Regions from separate parts of the Anas platyrhynchos genome. Here region 2 is linked to region 1. A link is a contact called in public Hi-C data. All regions are on one chromosome and are shown on one strand. The core of a region is the stretch at or near the end of the contact, and the rest is flanking DNA. Distances in the headings are between cores, read along the strand shown.

Region 1 (3,461 bases), core at 363-2,862:
AGCTCCTGACCACTGGAAACCTTCATTACTCCAAGTCTATTACACCAATTGAGGACTGAAACAGCCAAAGCTCTCAAGTGGTCCAAGACCAATTTTCCCCCTCATAAATTTGACATAAACTAGGTGTATTAACTCACACTCATCACTTTTACTGGACCCACTGACAATATATACCAAGGTTTTATCAGTCAGCTGTAACCGATGTACCCAGTTTACAAGTCCACAAGTTTATGAACTGTTAACAAATATTTGTTTTACAGCATGAAGTATCTGTTTTAAATAATAGGGGGAAATTTCAAGAGATAAAATATGCAAGGAACTTACATAAGCCACATTAATACACTTAATTAACGACGGCTTTCATATATTAAACTTTCTGGTAAAACATGCAGAAAGCTACATTTCTGATTCAGTCAACCCAAAACAATCTGATTGTTTCCCTACAATCGATATGAAACTCCTGTTCATTCTTCCAATGAGTGGATGTTAATTAGTTTCCTAATTAAAAAATCAATGCATTCAACTAAACACAGAACTTTTAATTTGCTCAAAACTGCTTAGCCCAAATTTAGTTTGATAAGTTTTCTTCAACTGCAGAAATAAAAAAAAAATACAACATATATCAAATAGACAGCGTTAGAAAACCAAATGTTAAAACATACAATTCAGTTGCATGCAGTTCAGCTAGCATCCAGCATCCCTATCGGGATGGATTAGACTAGCAGAAAATCTGTGGTGGAAGCAGAGATTTTTCATAAGCAAATGGAAACTGTAGTGAAATTGAGTTTTCATGAAGCTCAGTTTCAGAAAAGTCCTAATTTTCATGGTATTGAAATGTTATCATCAGTACCCACATCTAAACGCATTCTTTGTGATTATTTGTTCTCCATGTGCAGATAGAAAAAAATCACCTAGGAAGTTACTTTGATAATAGCTTCTTGTTAAAATGTAAGCTTGTTAAAAAAGGGACACTTTTTTTAAGGCTGCTATTTACTTCAATAGTGGTTCATTCTGTCTAGCTATAAAAAAAAATACAATCATCTCTTATCTTGTTTCATTATTTTATATGTTTCTATGAAACCACATTAACTTCACAGTTAAGGTTAAACATTTGTTCACCAGCAGCAAGCAGCAGCACATTTCTGGATTGCTGTTTGTTGTTTTTTTTTTAAACTGGAACTCAACTTCAGCAGACTCAGATGTGACAAACAGGGCAACCAATCACCCTGACACTTGAGAAGCGTGGACACAGGCAGGTGGATGGGGGCTCTCTCCTCCCCCCAATTAGAGCATCTCATACCTAATACCACAGGAGCACACCACACTGATGGGACTGCTGTGAAGCCCCCATGACGAGAGATGCGCCCAGTATCTTCTGAAATGCTTTTGGCTGTAATTAACAGCGTTAACATCCCTCAAATCGGTGTAGTTGTTAAATCTGGTAACGTAGCCAGTTTTCTGTGTAGATCCCGTATTTAACAGGCTGACTGGCTTCCTTTTACTGCGACTCACTTGATGACCGTGCCTTTGGCGCCCCCCGCCGTGGTGAGCATGACGCGGGTGGTCAGGCTGCCGCGCAGGTCGTCCTCGTCCAGCCCCAGCAGCGCCGCGCAGCACTCCAGCGCCGTCTGGCTCCGTGCCTTCAGCGTGCAGCCCCCTGCGAGCAACCGCCACAGCCGTTACCCAACCGCCGTAACCGCCGCCCAACCGCCATAACCGCCGCCACTGCCCCGCTACCCCCTCAGCCCCTGCCCCACCGCTCCCCCCACTGTGTCACACACGTTCTTAATTTTTTTTTAGTGTTTGTTAACAAACGTGAGGTGATTGAAGGATGTTACCCGATTTTATATTTTTTTGCCGATGTTGAAATACACAGCACCACATGCAAGGTTTTGCCACTCCGCGGTGTATTCCTAATCACTTTTTAAATCCTTTCCATTTTTTTCATATAGATCTTGAAATTCTGACTCCCTATCACTCAAAAGTTTCCACAAAGAATGCCAACTAACCTGTAATTGATAGGTTTTTGCCTTTAAATCGTCCCATTTCATAGGCATATCAAACCAATCTGCTCTGAGGCGTACTTCCTAATGTTAACGAAACAGCTGCGGGTTTGCAATTTTTATGTAAAATCCTAGGAAATAATGAACTGCAATAATCTTGGCAGAGCAGCTTCAGAGGAATGGAAGTTAGCATCTAGAAACGTATTCACAGATTAAAGATGTGACTAATGAAATGACTAAATGCGGCTACAGATGTGATAAAGACTTAATTCTCAAAAATAAAAAACAAAAGCTATGCCTCAAAAATTCTGTATTTTTAGAACATTGTTCTACACATACATTGTTCACAACCTGCTTTTAAATGGAAGAGCCATCCCAAAACACAGAAGTAGCACAAAACATTGCTAACACCTAGTAACTAACTGCAGCGATGCAAGCTGCTGGATGCCAATGTTCCTGTAATCCTCCAGACTTCCCTGCTATGCACAGAAGCGCCTGGCACAGCTGCCTCCCAGCATTCCCACTGTCACACACATGAGACGAACAATTTCCTAGATAAAGAGGTGGAAGGTGCACTTGGTCCTGCTAGTCAAACATTGCTTGAATTCCATAACTTTGCACTGACGCCACATAAAAGACATGAGGATGGAGTGCTCAAAAGATTAAGTCTTATGTGGATTGATTTGGGAAGCTCTGAAACACCATCAAACCTGTAGCAGTCTGCTTTTGTTTGGTGTTGCCCAGATATTTGAAGCAGCAACAAAACTTTAAAGGATGTCTGGTACAGAAATACACTTCTGGAGCAGTTTGGATGAACACCCTGTGTGCCCACTTACAAGGTGAGAGCAGAAAAATACATTCATTTGCAATGACCATTTAAAAAAAAAAAATGTAAGATTTGACTCCAGGAAATACAGGTTTGAATTTCAACATTCAATGTAACGAACTTTTCAGGTGTTAAAAAGGGTGTCTGCTTCCCTTCTCTCACCCCTGACTTTCCACACCACTTATAGCTCCCCTTCTCGTTTGCTGGCCTCCTAAAATTCCTTCTCCACTCACATTTACATTTTTTTCACGTTGTCCACCTTGTTTTATCCTTGTCAACCCACAGAAGACCCAAGTATGGAAGCTCTCTGCCAGCTTACTATCAAGCCATGAAGCCACTAACCTTCTCTACCTTCATTGTCCTCCTATTTTCTGTCATCTTCATGAAGGTGGCAAGATCAGAAATCGAAACTGGGGAGGTTCTGATATGATAGCTTCGCTGTGACAATAATTAGGCAGTGGAACAAGTTTCCCAGAGAAGTTGTAGAATCTTCTCTTTGAAGTTTTTCCCATCCCTATGAACAACCCTGAACTACTTGGTTTGAATTCAGTATTGGCCCAGCTTTGACCAGAAAATGTTGGATGAAAGACCTCCTGACAACCCTTCCCACCTGAAGGTTTCTGCAATTCTGT
Region 2 (3,461 bases), core at 374-2,873, 74 kb after region 1:
TTGTTTGTAGCGCAAGCAGAATAATCTTGTAAAGGGCAACTAAATAGGGTCAAAATATGAATTAAGTATCTTACTACCAAATCATTCCCTATGTGTTACTTAAGCCTGTAACATTACAGCTTTACTGAAAAAGAAAAAGTTAACCATTTTATCCTATAAATATTTTCTTTATTTGCTTTATGTTTAGAAGTTGCTATTTAAGTTCTATTAACAGAAATACATAACAAAAGCTCCCTACCAAGTGGAAAAAAAGTAATTACAAATGCTGAAAAAGTTGGCCTCATTAACATATGTACAGACTTGCTTACTTAATACACATCTTTGTGGGAATTAAATCTTTTTATGACACACATTTATACAGGCATTGAACATTCCCAAGTAACTTTGAGCAGAGAATACGCCAAATCTTTAGTTTGGGCAGACAAAATGTATATTTCAGTTTTGATTGTGGAGCTAACATGCAACAGATACAACATTCAGTCTGAGCCACTGTTGATAAGTTGTTCTGTTTTTTCCTGCAAAGATCTTTCTGCTGAACTTGGGTCCTTTTGTCCCTTCTTGTCTTTGCTCTGCTGTTCCTGCAGCTTCAGGATTATTTTTCGTATTTCTTCTCTTTTGGTTTTCATTCTTGGGCGTGGAAACCAGTCTGTTAAGTTCATTGGTAGCTCAAAACTCAGAATGGGATTCTGAAAAGAAAGTTGATTTGGACATTACAGTAGGGAGTTATAACGTAAAGGACTGGGGAGAACTGTAGTGGAAAACATGCATTCTTCCCTGGCTCATCCCTCAGCGTGAAACAAAATTTCTACTGTTTATATCTTTTGTACATGTAGAATTAACGTCAAATAGATCAAGCTTTGCTATGAATATCACACATCCACACCACAGTTCTGGTTATACGAGTGTCCAAATAATCTACTCAGACTGCTATATTGTGTAGGCAAACTATTTGAATTAATTTGTGTGATAGACATCGTACTAATTAAGAGGTAAAAGATAAATAGATACAAGATACAGGGTTTTTTGTTCTCTTTTCTTTTGGAAAAAAAAAAGGGTGGCTAGAATCAAGACCAGATTCCTAATGAGCTCTAGTCCGGTTCTTCTGAATACCTGTGGGACCACAACAAACCAGGAAATTGAGCTTTACATTCCACTCTTAAAAGCAGGGCCTGTGAAGAGCACCTGGCTGCCTGCCGGCCCTTTCTGTGTGCTTACCTCCCGTTTTCCTGCCAGAGGTCACTTACCCGGAGAACTAGCAGGAGGGCTGCGGTGAGGCACAACCACTGCGCCCCGACCCATCAGCACAGCCTGCGGCACGGCGCTTTCTCTCAGCGAGCCCCTCCTGCCTGCCCCATCACCACAGGGACAGCCAGGGGCGGCCATGGCGGCAGCCCGGCCACGGCCCCAGGCGCCCTCCGGTGGCCGAGCCGATGGGGCCCAGCAGGCACCTGCTGTCCTGTTACGCCAGATACCTCGTCAAGCGAGCCTTGGTTTTAAGAAAGACCTACACGACATGGCTTTGATGCTTATTATTAAAAGAAGACGCTTGAAATAAACCCACAAAGCAGAAGATGTGACTGAACAGCCCTACCCATGCAACTAACCATACTCTCCAGGTCAGCTGGTACAGCTGCCAGGACAACTGAGACTTGGTAGCATCTTTCAGACACATTAGCAGCTGCAATGGATTAGCTCAATAGCTGTGAGATATTTTAGTACTGTGCCGCTAGCCCAGGTTTTACTTTCCCACTAGCGTCACCTCTGAGAATACCCTGCGATTTTTTACCAGGCACATCTACGCCCCACTCCTGCTCCCTGGCAGGCAAAGCTGTGGGGCCAGCCAAGACGAGGGATCCAGCCTGCCATAATTCTGTCTGCGGGCACTTGGCAAGAACCAAGGGGTAAGGTCCTTAGAACGTGGCTGCTCCACACTCCCCCACGTACAGAACAAAAAGCTCTCTAGGATGGTTCTAAGCTCTGAAAAGCAAAAGCTAATTAATTAATAAAAAGTGTTTTAAGGCACATTGAATGTTTGGCCTTCATTTTGCATGAATACACTCTTCTAAAGCCTTACTGCTATCACATAAGGTATGAACGAGGGGAGGGTTGAGCAATGGAGAAGGAATCACCAGCTTTCTCAGGAGATTGGTAGTCACAGGACAGCTCAGCAACAGTGCTCTAAAGCACTCCAGACTGTAAAAAGAGTCTACACCCCATACAGGTAACATCTCACTTTACCATTTCTCCTCCCAACCCAGACCTGAGGGTGTTCCATCCTCCCCTTCTGAAAGGAGCCTTAACTTGAAGGCCAAGACAGTTAAAGGAAATAAAAATTCAACTATTTTCTTCAATGGAATTAAGATTTGGCTTCTAGCTATAATGATTTTACTTACATGTTATAATGAAAGCTTAAGAAGTCTAAATTAGCTGTGTTGTATTAATGAATTTATTCACGGTCACATTTCTTAGGGGAAAAAGAACAAGCTTTTATAGTACCACGTCTTTGGTTTAGATTTTGAACTCAAATTTGAACTCTTACTGGGTAATTTTAAAGGCCATGCACTGTAACAACACAAAGCTTTTCTCAGTAATTTCTCAGAAAATTCCATGGCTTCTGGTATCTGGTACCCATGTGTACCAGATATTAAAATATTGGCCATTAGTTTATTTTCCAGGAAGTATTCATTATTATCTGTGAGAACATATAAATTTGTTTCTAATGCATCATCTAATGAATAGCTGTAAAAGCTAAAAGAGCCTTTTATAATTGCAGCACACACTTGATCGCTGCAGGAGACAAAACAAATAGTTACACAAATAGGTATACATACCTCAAAAAAGCTCTCCACATACTGCAGTATGTACACTCCACAATCACTGAAGTTGTTCTGTTGTGGCACTTTTGGGTTGGAACCTTTCATGACTTCTTTGGAAAAGCTTCTTTTATTGCCCTTCCTGACTTCCCATTCTACTTCTAAGTATCTACGATAAAAGACCATGAAAATTAAAATATTGTTTTTCACTTGCAGAATTTTGCAAAAATTACAGTTATGAAACTTACTCCCTTAGTGTTTTCACAACATTTGACCGTGAAGGGCCTCTCAGGGAGTCCATAAGCAAAATGCAGGGCCTGTAAGAGAACATAATTTTAAAGTACAGAGTCTTTTACAACAGCTTAGAAAATACATTACAAAGCTAGCGATTTGTGGGATGACCTTGAACAAAAGTAGATCAGTACTATAACATTTTTACCAGTGCTGCTATAATCCCCTAACTGGGATAGCTAAATACAAAGTTATCTTAAATTTAACCACACACTAAGTACAGAGAACTCCAGTACTACAGTTTCTAAGTGCATTCTGTCAGACTGAAACCATTTGTTACAGGCAAAATCTAGTTACCTAAAAGCCCCCCAGGTGTCCAGTGCTATTTTAGATGCACAAGGTATCTGGGACACCTGC

Evidence for each region. A called contact is a pair of places that touch in the nucleus more often than the background predicts.
Region 2: a contact with region 1 is called in a Hi-C map of liver, with 3 times the contacts expected there. The contact joins two enhancer-like sites. A contact is called at or near these places in 3 of 8 Hi-C or Micro-C datasets (F5 follicle, liver and subcutaneous adipose tissue).

What each region holds. Positions count from the first base shown.
Region 1 is chr3:87,599,464-87,602,924 of IASCAAS_PekinDuck_T2T, forward strand. MYO6 (myosin VI) reads right to left here. Exons shown (of 32, transcript XM_072036260.1): 12 at 1,513-1,657. Among named protein-coding and RNA genes, the nearest start is that of MYO6, 58 kb to the right of the region's middle. Within about 2 kb of position 1,613, at least 3 of the 8 cell types and tissues checked have an H3K27ac peak or open chromatin away from gene starts, as enhancers often do.
Region 2 is chr3:87,673,503-87,676,963 of IASCAAS_PekinDuck_T2T, forward strand. SENP6 (SUMO specific peptidase 6) reads right to left here. Exons shown (of 24, transcript XM_038176186.2): 22 at 3,062-3,130; 23 at 2,832-2,982; 24 at 1-686. The coding sequence ends at 477. Among named protein-coding and RNA genes, the nearest start is that of MYO6, 16 kb to the left of the region's middle. Within about 2 kb of position 1,624, at least 1 of the 8 cell types and tissues checked has an H3K27ac peak or open chromatin away from gene starts, as enhancers often do.